Linked DNA regions of Aedes albopictus: region 1 is linked to region 2. A link is a contact called in public Hi-C data. All regions are on one chromosome and are shown on one strand. The core of a region is the stretch at or near the end of the contact, and the rest is flanking DNA. Distances in the headings are between cores, read along the strand shown.

Region 1 (7,084 bases), core at 832-3,331, 180 kb before region 2:
TGGTAAACCAACAGTTTCTTTATTACAGCTTCTAGTTGTAATAATATCGCATAACGGCCTTTAAAGCGCTGCTGGTTTGGGGATTTGTCAGTATAACGAATTGTACTGTATAGTAGCAGCTGTTTTGTTAGTGGGGACTCCTATTCGATGTGTTCAAGTTTACACATCTTCCGGGAAATCTCCCGGAGTTGGAATAGAGTGGAGTAAAGGCAGCCCCAGTGACAAGCAATGGATTTCTGAAAACCAAGTTTGGTAGCTGGATTGTGCTTGTTTTGCAGTCGTGTATTAGCTTATGATTTATATTTGACTAGCTTTCCTTTTATTCAGCGTTGACTGCTTTTACTCGATGGTTACACAACAGAAAGCAAATGACTGAAGCTTATAGCGCTGAAAATGTTAGTTGGGAATGTTTACATTGAACAAGCTGTGTGGTTGCGCCAACAGATTCTTCTTCACAGCTTCTAGCTGAAAGAGTGTTCTTTAAACGGCTACGAAGCGCTGCTGTTTTGTGTTTTGGCAACATTACAAAACGTACTGTATAAAAGCAGCTGTTGTAGTGGCTGGGACTCTTACTCGATTTGCACATCTTCCGGCAAATCTTCCGGCATTGAATTAAAGTGCAATAAAAGCAACCCAAATAATTTCACAGCACATACATGGATAGCTGTAAAGAATTTGTGTAGTAGCTATATATCCCGCTTAAAGTTTGTTGTGATAATAATGTTTATATCCGACAAGCCGTGTTGGTAAACCAACAGTTTCTTTATTACAGCTTCTAGCCGTAATGAAATCGCATAACGGCCTTTAAAGCGCTGCTGGTTTGGGGATTTGTCAGTATAATAAATTGTACTGTATAGTAGCAGCTGTTTTGTTAGTGGGGACTCCTATTCGATGTGTTCAAGTTTTCACATCTTCCGGGAAATCTCCCGGAGTTGGAATAGGGTGGAGTAAAGGCAGCCCCAGTGACAAGCAATGGATTTCTGAAAACCGAGTTTGGTAGCTGTATTGTACTTGTTTTGCAGTCGTGTATTAGCTTATGATTTATACACAGACAAACAGACGTAACACTTGCGAAATTTCTATCGACCACGCTTTTAACGATCATTTCAAATTTTCATAGTTGTGGCTCTCACAACCAGAGGCGCGTACATCGTTTTTCTATGCGTTTGACGTTTCACACTAGCGCCTTCTATTGACGATATTGCACACCACAGTGATTCGTGCAACTTTTTCACCAGGTGATGGTAGTGTGAACTGGGCGATGGATTTCCATGAAAATCGTTCAAGGTGTTACGTCTGTTTGTCTGTGATTTATATTTGACTAGCTTTCCTTCTATTCAGCGTTGACTGCTTTTACTCGATGGTTACACAACAGAAAGCAAATGACTGAAGCTTATAGCGCTGAAAATGTTAGTTGGGTAAGCAGCACAGGGCCTGGCCGTTTTAATATTTGGGTCACATCATCTCTGATATGCTACAAATATTAATGCTGACAAGAAAATATCAGAAAAAAAATAGATATTTCCAGGATGCTTTTCAATACTGGCTGTGCAACGACTAGAATAGAATAGATAGGATAGAATAGAACGGCTTCATTGGGATGTTTCGTTCGCATGTTATGTGCGGTCCCACATATGCAATTCATTTTTATGTTTTGAAATAATATAGAACGGACTCACCAATCCTTGTGCCTCGTACGGCTCTTCTATCAGAGCAATTGCTTCATCAAAAGGCGTTTCCAGCATCATCAAATCTCCTCGTCCCAAGCGGCAAGCTAACTCTTTTCGGAGAACAAACTCAAAAAGAACTGCACGGCCGCTACCGCTACTAGCTGTATCGTGTGTTCTGATCCTGCAAAAATATGCATATTTTTGTTCGAAGTAGTTTGATTCTAGAAATATATAAATGAGTCAATTAATAGCTTCAATCGTTGAAGTGTTAGAATTTGGAAAACATCGTCCACTGTTTTCTGCGGTGTGACGCAACAATTTGAGTGCATAGTTATGTAGCAACGACTCTGATACATCTTTTGCGTTGCATCTGGTCGTCGTATCCTTATCGAATGTCAAAGAAGAAAACAACTCCAAGTCGGTTGTTTACAAGCAAATTTGAAACGTTACTTTAGCTTTAATCTGTAGACATTATCGTTGAAATTTCTTCAGATTAGATTAGATTAGAGAATTAAATTCAGGTGACTGCATCCGCCAAATTAAACCAGAAGCAAAAAAAAAGTCTCTCACACTTTTGTAGAAGTTTTAAGCAAAGGTACGTTTTCGGCTGTCTGGTACATTCATTATTATATGTTAACAACTCATGTTACAATCCTGTCAGATGTCGAAAAACCACAATTACCTCGAGGCAGCACAATCCGGAAATCTGTCCATGTTGAAGTTCTACATTGGATTGCACCCGCAGGAAGTCGACATCAACTATCAGGATGCAAAATTGTGTAGCGCTCTGCACCGGGCAGTGCACTGTAGTCGCAATTCGTACGAAACGGTGAAGATGTTGATTGAAGCCGGCATCGATTGTGGCCTACGGAACGAGCGGAATGAAATCGCGGCTGAGATGGCTCGCCGCTTTGGGCGAGGAGATTTGATGATCCTGATGTTGCAATGGGAGTTTCGAGACACTCCAAAACGGGAAATTTTCTATCAACTTCTACGAAGGAATAGTATGGAGCTGGTTTGTGTGTATACATTACAATGGAAACTGCCCTTTGATGAAGCAATTGCTTTGATAGAAGAGGCGTACGAGGCATTACGCCTGAAAGGGGTAAAACTAGAAGAACAAACCAGGTACGAAGTGCTTCAGGAACTTGTCAAGCATTACGGAACGGATCCGACTACCTGTCGATGGCAGGATATTGCTTTCGGAAAGGATCAATTGCTAGAGTACATTGATTTTGTGCTGCAAAACACAGATGAAGACAATCTGAATGAAATAAGTGACGAAGTCCTAATGGCAATGCGAGAAATAATGAAACATATGTATCTGGGGAGGGAACGGTATGACGAAGCGTTAATGGAGGTTCAGCATTGTTTGTGTGTGTTCATTGCGACCTGTGATGAATTGCCGGGAATGGAATTTTTCACACTAATTATCAACAAACAACTGGTGCTAAGATTTCTTCGATTTGTGGCGAAACAGCTTCGAGGGAGCGGCATTCTTTCTAGCAAGGACAGAAAGGTTCGAAGGCAGTTAAGAAAAACGTTTGTATTGCTGAAAGAGTGGCATTCTGTGACAAAAATACTATTTCACTTATCAGAAGCATGTAAAATTGATTTGAAGCAAACGGATAACAGGACTGCCAAGCAGCTATTTATGGATCGATGCGTTCAAGTGGTAGGTGAAGCTATCAAAAGCACTAAATTATGTACGAATCTATCGAATCGAATGCAAGCTGCCTTTGAGTTCATGACTTCTAGTGAAACGACATCATGTTATAAAAGTATTCGAGAGTTTCACTCGCATGGCTACCCGGTGGCAAAGTACTTGTTTGAAAAAGAGAACGATTACAACTCATACTTGAAATTGCAGAAAAATTTCAAAACTGCGTTAAGTTTTTTCGAATGCATGCGTTCCACATTGATGATAGCTATACAAAAACGATTCCTTGGTTCTCTGTACAAGATGCAGAAGGTTAAACAAGCTCGATCGTTAGCTATGTATGCCAACGAAAACTTAGTTGGAGCTTATGGAGATCCAGCTGCTCATCATGAAACCTTTTACAGTGAACAAATATCATCCAAAGTGATAGATGATTTGAAAATTCTCCTGAAAGACGACTCAGAAAACTATAAATTGTTGTCAATCATAGAGCAGCAATTGAAATCCCATTTCGCAGACATGTCCAGGACCAGATCCAATCATCTTCAATTTGGTAAAAGTTTTGGGTCATTCCTACGAGCAGCAAGGACTTGTCAAAATATTAATGATCTCAGATCAGTGCTCAAATTTTCCCTAGTACTTCCTGGTCCGAAATGTTTCATAGAATGTTACTCTCAGCAACGCCGAAGCATAGGTAGTTTAGCACGTACTTTAATGTACCATTTGATGGAAAGATACGGATCCAGCAGAAATCAGCATATAGTGGACACCGCCTATCAACTGCTCAACCTATTTGACAATGAGTCTGTTTCGGGGCTGGATAGGCTGCAGCTAAAACGGGCAAATTTTTCATCCGAAGGCTACGTGGAGCATATACTTCGTGAGTCCGGAGCATACGATTATTACCAAAAAGTCCCGTCTGAAGTTCGCAAAAAACTGCGAAAGAACGTGGACGAAAATGTTTTCAACGTTGCAGATCGCTTACGGATTCTCAGATTACCAGAAAGTGAGAAACTGAAAACATTTCGCAAGAACCAGGAAGATGAGTTTCAAAGTGCGTTCGATCGAAAAGTTGCAACATTGAAACGCATGTTGCAGAACTGTGGACAATCAACTGGGAAGCTGTTTGAGTATGAGATAACTGGATACAATTTGGAGTCCATTGCGATGCAACATGTTCTTTTGGAGATTTGTGAGATTCTTCTAGGGGTAGGAGCCCTCCAGTTAAATATCCAGCAACTCGATCATAGAGTTCCGATCGTGAGTGGTAAAAATATTCGAAATAGTTTGGCACACGACATGATCATGTATGACGTTATCAGTGAAAGTCGAGTTAATGACTTTTGCAACGCTGTTTACTACGGCACTTTGTGTCTGAAATTGTACGATAAAAAAGATTGGCCAAAAGCAGTCCCTTTCAGGAAGGAAGGATCCGGTAAATTACGTGATAAGCTAAATTGGTTCAATATGCAAAGGCATTTGTATGAACAGCTAAAGGATATCGAGAAATTTAAGTTCAAACGTGATAAAATTGATAAACACGATATCCTTGGACGTATGAGGGAAACCAAAGCGGACTTCACAACATTTCACAACAATGCACTGCTCCAAGCTGTACGACATAATATGCAGCACTTTATTGATCATATTGATGGAGTTAGGTTCTCCAAGGAATATCACCACCTAATCAACGAAATCGGTCATCCTTTGATTCCTCGCAAAACTCCTAATCAAATGAGTTACCCGGAAAAGTCACAGATATTGCTCAATATTTGCTTGGAGGTTGGAGATTTTCGATCTTATCGGACTATCACTGAAAAATACAACGCTTCTTTTACATACGAAGCAGCATACAAACGTAATACAGCTGTTTTAAATCATTTAGAGGATCTGAAACTAAAACTTTCCTCGCAAATGCTACTCGATAGCATTACATCAGGAAATATTTCAGCATTTAAATGGCTTCTTAAAAAGCTAGATCCGGAAACTATAAGATCATGCTCTCCTCTTCAAATAGCTTTGGTTACTGGACAGCTGGAAATGGCAAATGAACTAGTCCGTATTGCAACTCCTGACGAGAAAAATGCAAAAATTGCTGTTATTTACAGTTTTAATGACATTTTCGAGCAAATACTTCCATTTGTTAAAAACTCCAAATCATTATGCACATATGCTGTTGCAAGTGGCAACCTTGCAGCAATTCTAAAAATGGAAAGCAGATCTAACCTGTGTTCAGTTTCTAAAGATCTACTTCATGATGTAGCAATTTACAATCGAACGACTATACTGAAACATTTTCTTCTAAGCCGACAATGGCGTGAACGCATCGATGATAAAAACGAGAGCGGAAAAACGCCATTGGATGTATTTGCACAAAACGGCAACCTACAAGCCGTCAAGATGATTTCCCAATACACCGCCAATGTTGGAAACGCAATACTAAGTGCTGCCATGAAAAGGCGCAATCGAATCGTTAAATATTTGCTGAGTTGCAGACCCCATTTCCTCTCTGACATGCTTTACGATTTAATCAATTGCGCAATCCAGACTAAAAACAACGCTCTTCTGACATTTCTTCTCAGAAAATGTTCAAAGAATACGGAAGATCACTTAGATTTATCAGAGCAATTCATGAATGCAATCCATAATCACAATTTCGATGCTTTGGAAATTCTTCTCAAGAACGATCCACTAGCGGCACAAGTTACTAAACCCGATACACTCTACAATGCGTACCATGTTGCTGTACAAGCCCTAAACACGTGCACAAAAGCGGACTACAGGCGTAAATCAGAACAAATCTTCAGTCTGCTGAAGGCCCACAAGGTCGACCCTTGTTTCAAAGACAAAGGTGGAATGACCCCCTTGAACCGGGCCGTCACTTTTCGCAATCTTGACATAGTTCGTCGTTTGTATCAACTTGGACCAGCAGCTATCAACGAACCTGATGCCATCGGACGGACGCCCTTAATCAGTGCTCTCATGGTAGGAAGTCTGCCCATAATTGAATATCTAGCCGGAAATGGAGCTTCCTCCAAAGACCTGCCCACCTTTAGGTATCCGATCCTTCACAACGTTCCACCGATAACCCACTTTTTGGACGCAAACATCGAATGTCTGGAGTACGCCGCCCGATCCCTACGGATCGATCTAGAACTTCAAGATTCCTTTGGGCGAACACTGCTTCATGAACTGTGCCGGATGGACAACGCGACTTTTGTGGCATTTGTCTTGGAGCGATGCCACGCCAACGTGCACGCCCGAGACTTCAACGGTGAAACAGTGCTGCATCACGCGATTCGCTACGACAAGAAGGCCGTTTTGGAGTATCTTCTGAAGCGCGATGATCGCAGGGATTTTCTTGAGCATGTGAACAGACTGGGACAAACGGCGCTGATGCTAGCGACAGCTACTCCCGGGAGAATGCCTCTGGCGTACAAGTTGGTTGCGGCCGGTGCGTCTAAGGAACGGCTGCTGCGGCTGGTTGCCGGGTCTTGCCAAGAAGCTCTTGAGCATTTGAAGAAGTGATAAAACTGAAATGTTTGTGTGATAAGTACATATATCTTTTTTATAGTAGATATTTTTTTTAATGTATTTTGTTAGTCGTAAAATAAATTTAACAAAACTTCAAAAATTGACGCGTTTTTTATTAACAATCATAATACTATATTTGTTCGTATTGTTTAATAAAAACAGAATAACGTTTTCATCCAATTCCCGTCTATGTAAGCACCGACCGACAATGATCGATATT
Region 2 (7,164 bases), core at 920-3,419:
CTGCATGTTTCCCGCGAATTTCAGATGGTAGATGCAAACCAAATATGGGATGTGAACACCGCTATCGAATGGATGGAAAAATTGAAAGAATTTCAACTGCTGTGGATTGAGGAGCCAACATCTCCGGACGATGTCTTAGGTCACAAGAAAATAGCAGAAGCATTGAGGTACAGATGTTTTATATTGATAACATTTTATCATTTTAGTTTCCGCATTACAATACAAAGTAACCGCGCAACCGTTATGTATGCATGAATATATATAAATCAGCATTACAATGTTTTTTGAGTCGATAAAATAAAAAGGGACCCTAGTAAATTCGCATTGTAGGTAACTTCAGATTGGCTTTATGAAAGCCTTTTTTGCACTTCGATTATACATAAAGAGTGCTGGATTTACTTAGTTTTTATGCATGCATTAAGGCTGGGACTGATTGGTTACTTGGATGGCCCTTGCTACTGGCGTAGATAAATATCTAATCTCCTTTTCTTGTTCATTTCTCCATACAGAAAGTACAACATCGGGGTGGCTACCGGAGAAATGTGCTGTAATCGAGTTCTGTTCAAGCAGTTTTTGCAAGAAAACGCATTGGAGTTTTGCCAGATTGATTCCGCCCGAATTGGTGGCGTAAACGAAATTTTGTCGGTTTATCTGATGGCCAAAAAGTTTGGCGGTAAGATTTGTGCAGGCATCGTTTCGTGTGAATTAATAAACAATTGTTTTATTTTTTGCAGTGAAAGTTTGTCCTCACGCAGGTGGTGTTGGTCTGTGCGAGATGGTCCAGCACCTGCAGATGTGGGACTACACGTCGGTTTCATGTACCAAGCAAGATCGGATGGTAGAATTTGTCGATCAACAACATGAACAATTCCTTCATCCAGCGATTATCAACGAAAACGCATGCTACGTTGCTCCAACTGCGCCCGGATATTCCACCGAGTTGAAGCAGGAAGCGGTTGCGATGTTTGAATATCCAATTGGCACCGAGTGGCAAAGGATGTTTGCTGAAGGGATTTTCAAAAGTGTATAAGATTGTATTTTTTTAATTTCCATTTGCGGCAATTATGTTTTCAATCAATGTTTCAATCAATTTGCTTCACCTTATAGATAATGGGTAATGAAATCGGAATTGAAATCAAGTTGATTTGAAATGGATCATTCTAGATAGATCGAGTTCAGCTGGTTCAGCTGCGTGAAGAACATGGCATTACCAACACGGTTGGTACCTGATCTACCAGGAAGAGTTTTTGTAGGTGATTTATTTTAAACCGATGACAACCGCTATCGTTAGATCTCGCGTTTGATGAAGAACTTAAATATTTATTTCAACCTAGATAGTTGATGGGATGATTACGCAACGATACAATGCAATAAGTTCACGTGATTTATGGTCTGTTTCGGCCTGGGCAGTCTTGGAAACAGCAAAAACGGATTTGCCTTTTTATCCGACGGTTTCGGTTTTTATTAAACCATGAACAGTACAAAAAAACGAGCCTATAATCCTTGAAAAAGGTTTAATAAAAACCGAAACCGTCGGATAAAAAGGCAAATCCGTTTTTGCTGTTTCCAAGACTGCCCAGGCCGAAACAGACCAAAAATCACGTGATATTAGGTCCACAGTCGCAAAACAATTCTTGTACAATGCAATAAGTTTTATTGCAAGGTGCAAATAGGAATTGAAACTCCCCTGATAAACTAACACAATACACGGACCGTAATGTAGACGGTTCAACAATACCGCATACTGTTCGAACCGGTCGATCTGTATCCCGAATGGGTGGTTAAGCAAATCTTATGGTGATCGTTTATGCGGGTCCTTTTAGTTGCCCATAAACTACGTAGACATATGGTCATATTAGCTCCCACTCCCCTCGTAGACTTTGGTCAGAATCATCCCCTCCCCCCCTTCCAAGAGTCTACAAAGTTTATGGACGGACCCAAATAATTCTAGATTGAGTATGAATAAGGGTAACATGAGAGAGTTCTCTTCAGCGACTCTCTCTCTTCTGCAAATTAAAGTGACAAGATGCAAATTCAATCGAACTTTTTTACACTCAGACGCTAGATTGCATCGCAAGCTAGCGATTTTTGACTAAAAAGTGCAACAATACTTGCATCGATGAAGAGAACTCTCTCATGTTACTTTCGCTCTTATTTAAACTCAATCTAGAATTACCTGTCTATTTATTTGAGTAAATTTCTTGTTCCGAGTACTCAAAATATTTTTTTTTTCTGAGAGTGTAACAATGTGTGCAAGCAATCCATTAAATCATTCTGAACGTGTACGCAACATTGAAATATTTCTGTGTTGCAGCTCGGTCTGTTGTGATACAACAATGCAAGATTTCACTGTTTTGGTGCATTTGGCGCGGAAGCGAAGCTCTTTATCTGTTGGTCAGTGAAGATTCTCAAAACGTTGAAGGTGTTCTGGAGTTCTCGTAATTTTTTGATAAAAAGTAAAACTGTAAAGTTTAAAACTAGTGCAAAATGCCATTCAAACGGTCGGCAATGCGATACGGCCACATAGCGGGTTACACCAGTGCGGTCTACCAGGAAAACGGCGAGCGAATCATCAGTTTCGGCTACGACGGCGATGTTCGAGTGTGGGATGGTGTGTTTGATGACGACGCGAGTACGACCTGTTTGGCAGAGAACGTGTGGGCCCTGCTGCAGTACGGTGACCGGGTGCTGGTTGCCAACGATCTGAACACCGTCCAGGCGTACAAGTATCCGGAGCTGGAAAAGGATGGAATCGAGTTCCGGTTCACGGCGTTCGTGACTAGTTTGGTAAGGAATGGCCAGTATCTGGCGGCGGGATCCGAGGATGGAACCATTAAGGTGAAACCGACGGGGGCAGAAGGTGACGAGTTTGAGCTCGGAGGATTGGCAGGACCCGTCCTGAGTATGGCGTTGAGTCCGAAGAATCTGCTGGCAGCTAGTTGCGGTGATGGGAAATTGCGGGTATGGGACTTAGCGAGCAAAAAGTTGTTGAAAACGTTGGACGGTCTGAAGAAGGTGAAGAGTTTCGAGGGAAACGTGTACTTTGGTAAGTGATGTGGATTCAAGGCTTGACACATTCTAAATAATGGTTTATTTCTTATTTCAGCGACTCCAAGTTTCGACCCGAAACGTGGCTCCGTTTTGGCCTTTCCCAGAGGAAAAGAAATAGTTGTGCTGAATACGACGACCTGGGACCAACAGAAGTTTCTGAAACATAAAAGCTTATCTGCCGAGTTCACATGTGGAGCGTTCTCGCCACGGGGAGAATTCTTTGCAGCTGGCAGTGCCAAAGGAGAGGTCGTCATATGGGACTACCAGACCGGGGAGCTAGTGAAAGGTGAAGAGGTCTCGATTGATTCCAATCCGCTGATCAGCTTGACGTGGCATCCCAAGAACAATGGAGAGTTGGTCATCTGCGATGATCAGGGACAACTGGGGAATGTCAATGACATTTTTAATGACAATGACGACGCTGACGATGGTAATGATCTGATGGAAATGGCCGAGAAGGAAGCGAACGGGGCAGCCGAAGAAGACGATGATGATGATTTGGATGAAATGTACTCAAAACGTAAGTAGAAAAGCAAACCTACTGACCAATTACTTAACAGAGAGATTGTTTAATTTCCGCTCCATCTGACATCTGATCATCAGATGATCTGACACGTGAATGCCTCAACCGCGTTTAGGGCTCAAATCAGAATAACAAATGCTCAAGAACTAAAAGCACTTTTTCCCAAAATGATTCACATATCAAAGAAAATAAGAATGTCCGATTGTTTATTTGGTCAATTATGACAATCGGACACGCTGGTTTGGTTCGCTTTTTCGTCATTATGGAAAAAGTGCTTTTTCAGTTTGAGATAATATGCGATTCTTAATGATACCAGACTGTCCTGTAAAATACAGATTTTAGGCAAACATGAAGTTTCTCTCAAGGTTTCTCCTGAAACATGTATTATCTAAACTGGTTTGATTTCCTGCTTGTTGAACCACTGTGCGACTTCATTTCATTGCTAATTACCTATAATTTTGATAATACATTGGTGGCTATTTGTCTCCAGTTCCGCACTCTGCGTAGGGTCCGCAGATCGTCCTCCACTTGGTCGACCCACCTAGCTCGCTGCGCTCCACGTCTTCTTGTACCGGTCGGATGGCTCTCCAGAACCATTTTAGTCGGGTTGCTATCCGACATCCTGATTATGTGACCCGCCCACCGTAGCCTCCCGATTTTCGCGGTATGGCCGATGGTTGGTTCTCTCAGCAGCTCGTGGTTCATTTGCCTTCTCCAAGTCCCGTCTTCCATCTGCACTCCACCGTAGATGGTACGCAACACCTTCCGTTCGAAAACTCCAAGGGTGCGTTGGTCCTCTGCACGTAGGGTCCATGTTTCGTGCCCATAGAGGACGACCGGTCTAATCAGCGTTTTGTAGATAGTTAACTTCGTTGCGGCGAACTTTATTCGATCGTAGAGTTCTGCGGAGTCAAAAGTAAGCACGATTTCCTGCCACAATGCGCCTCTGAATTTCTCTGCTGGTGTCGTTGTCGGCGGTCACCAGTGAGCCCAAGTACACGAATTCTTCAACCGCCTCGATTTCATCACCGTCGATATAAATTCGGGGTGACGGGCGCGCTGATTCCTCCCTGGAGCCCGTTGCCATCATGTACTTTGTCTTCGACACATTAATGATTAATCCGATTCGTCCTGCTTCACTCTTTAGTCGGATGTATGTTTCCGCCATCGTCTCAAATTTACATAATATCAATAATATCAATATCATCGGCGAAACCAAGCAGCTGAACGGATTTCGTGAAAATCGTCCCACTCGTGTTTATCCCCGCTCTCCTTATTACACCCTCCAAAGCAATGTTGAACAGCAAGCACGAAAGACCATCACCTTGCCGTAATCCTCTGCGAGATTCGAAGGGACTCGAGAGTGTCCCTGATACTCGAACTACGCACATCACTCGATCAATCGTCGCCTTGATCAATCGTATCAGTTTATCCGGGAATCCGTATTCGTGCATAATCTGCCATAGCTGTTCTCCATCGATTGTATCATACGCCGATTTGAAATCGATGAACAAGTAATGTGTGGGCACGTTGTATTCGCGGCATTTCTGCAACACCTGGCGGATGGCGAACATCTGGTCCGTTGTAGCGCGTTCATCCATAAATCCAGCCTGATATTGCCCCACGAACTGTTTTGCAATCGGTGATAGTCGGCGGCATAAAATTTAAGAGAGTATCTTGTAGGCAGCGCTCAGTATTGTTATCGCGCGGTAGTTCCCGCAATCTAACTTTCGCCCTTTTTGTAGATGGGACACACGATACCTTCCATACATTCCTCCGGTAATACTTCCTCCTCCCAAATCTTGGTAATGACCCAATGTAGTGCTCTTACCAGTGCTTTTCCACCGTATTTTAGTAACTCGCTTGGTAGTTGATCTACTCCAGCGGCTTTGTTGTTTTTTAATCGGCTAACTTCCTCTTCAATCTCTTGGAGGTTAGGGGCTAGAAATCTTTCGTCCTGCGCACGTACTCCTAGATCTGTTACCGCGCCACCTTCGCTGCTTGCAATGTCGCCATTGAGGTGCTCATCGTAATGCTGCCGCCACCTCTCGACCACCTCACGCTCGCTCGTGAGAATATTCCCGTGATTATCTCGGCACATGTCGGCTTGTGGCACAAAGCCTCTGCGCTAGCGGTTCAGCTTCTCGTAGAACTTTCGTGTCTCCTTAGCGCGGTGCAGCTCTTCCACCGCTTCGCGATCTCGTTCTTCCTGCTGGCGCTTCTTCATCCGGAAGACTGAGTTCTGCCTGTTCCGCGCCTGTTTGTAACGTGCCTCATTCGCTCTTGTACGGTGTTGCAGCAACATTGGTAATATCCAATAAATCCAGTATTTTCACCCATATGAAAACCATTGATACTGTAATGTATTCACTTTAGTTTTTAAGACCTATATTTCTATTTCAAGACTATTTCTTAAAACTACTTGTCAAAGAAGTTTCTATCTTGGGGGTTTAGACTTAAATGAAAAGAACGCATACGTGTTGCTGTTACCAGATCACAGAATGTTCTGCAGCTGGGTTTATTTCAGAATCCTTTCTAACATACAATTAATCGATCGGCTATTTGCCCGTATAACGAAAGGGATTGTACCTACCTTCTTCCGAACGCTATAAATTTAGAAAGTAACGCGTTACGCTACAGATACATATGAATAAAATTCGTAATAGAGCGGCTTAGTTTTTTTTGTGCCGTTCTAAAAGAGGACCTCATCCTTATGGTCGTTATTGAGAATATTACGTAACTTACTGGAATAATCTGCCGCCAGTTACCTCAGCAAACTGTAGTACAGTACTTAACATAATACGAAACTCAACGATAATATTTATAAACACTACCTAAACGTTCATATTACAGACGTTGCCGGCACAAAACAAGTGGCCGAAGAATCCGATGACGATGATAACACCGTTTCCGTGAACAGACTCAAAAGCCAATTTGCGCTGCCCACCGAAGACCAAGATGATAAACCGGAACCGGAAGTTGGAAAACCGGAGGATGATAAATCGGACGATGAAAATCCGGACGATGAAAAACCGCAGCAGGTGAAAGCCGCATCACCGCGTATAGATTACGATGACGATGATGACGCGCGCTCGGTGATGAGTGACACTTCCGTAAAATCCTACCCGATGCAGCGATACTTCCAACCAGGATCCACACCGGAAAAACTGGCGCACCGATATTTGGTGTACAATCACGTGGGTATAGTGCGGGGTCATACCGACGGTAATGAAAAAGCCATCGAAGTTGAATTTCATGATTCCTCCAAGCATCACGGAATGCATTTGGCCAATTTCCAAAATCATACGGTGGCCGGCTTGAGCGAGACTGTGCTAGCCATGGGGTGCTCTACCGGAACGGACTGCAACAGTAAGCTGGTGTGCATCAATCTGGTAGCCTTCGGTAATCGGGAATGGAGCAGTATTATGCCGGATATGGAAGAAATTGTCGGCGTCGTCGCTTCGGATAAAACGGTAGTCGCGGCCACCACTGCTGGTCTGCTGCGAGTTTACTCCGCGAAAGGAACACAGAGGGAGGTGATAGCGATACCTGGTCCACTGGTTTCGATGGCTGCCTACGGTGATCACGTC

What was found. Hi-C and Micro-C count contacts between places; a contact is called where the count stands out from the background.
Region 1: a contact with region 2 is called in a Hi-C map of whole body, with 6 times the contacts expected there. The contact joins the promoter of LOC109413136 here to the promoter of LOC109418109 in region 2. A contact is called at or near these places in 2 of 3 Hi-C or Micro-C datasets (embryo and whole body).

What each region holds. Positions count from the first base shown.
Region 1 is chr2:468,870,581-468,877,664 of AalbF5, reverse strand. LOC109413136 reads left to right here and starts at 2,081. Exons shown (of 2, transcript XM_019692292.3): 1 at 2,081-2,265; 2 at 2,332-7,084. The coding sequence starts at 2,332. The coding sequence ends at 6,858.
Region 2 is chr2:468,692,758-468,699,921 of AalbF5, reverse strand. It overlaps LOC109418109 (WD repeat and HMG-box DNA-binding protein 1), which reads left to right and starts at 2,169. Exons shown (of 6, transcript XM_019692297.3): 1 at 2,169-3,046; 2 at 3,107-3,571; 3 at 6,428-7,164. The coding sequence starts at 2,488. It overlaps LOC109418108 (mitochondrial enolase superfamily member 1), which reads left to right. Exons shown (of 9, transcript XM_029870889.2): 7 at 25-167; 8 at 510-673; 9 at 735-1,139. The coding sequence ends at 1,030.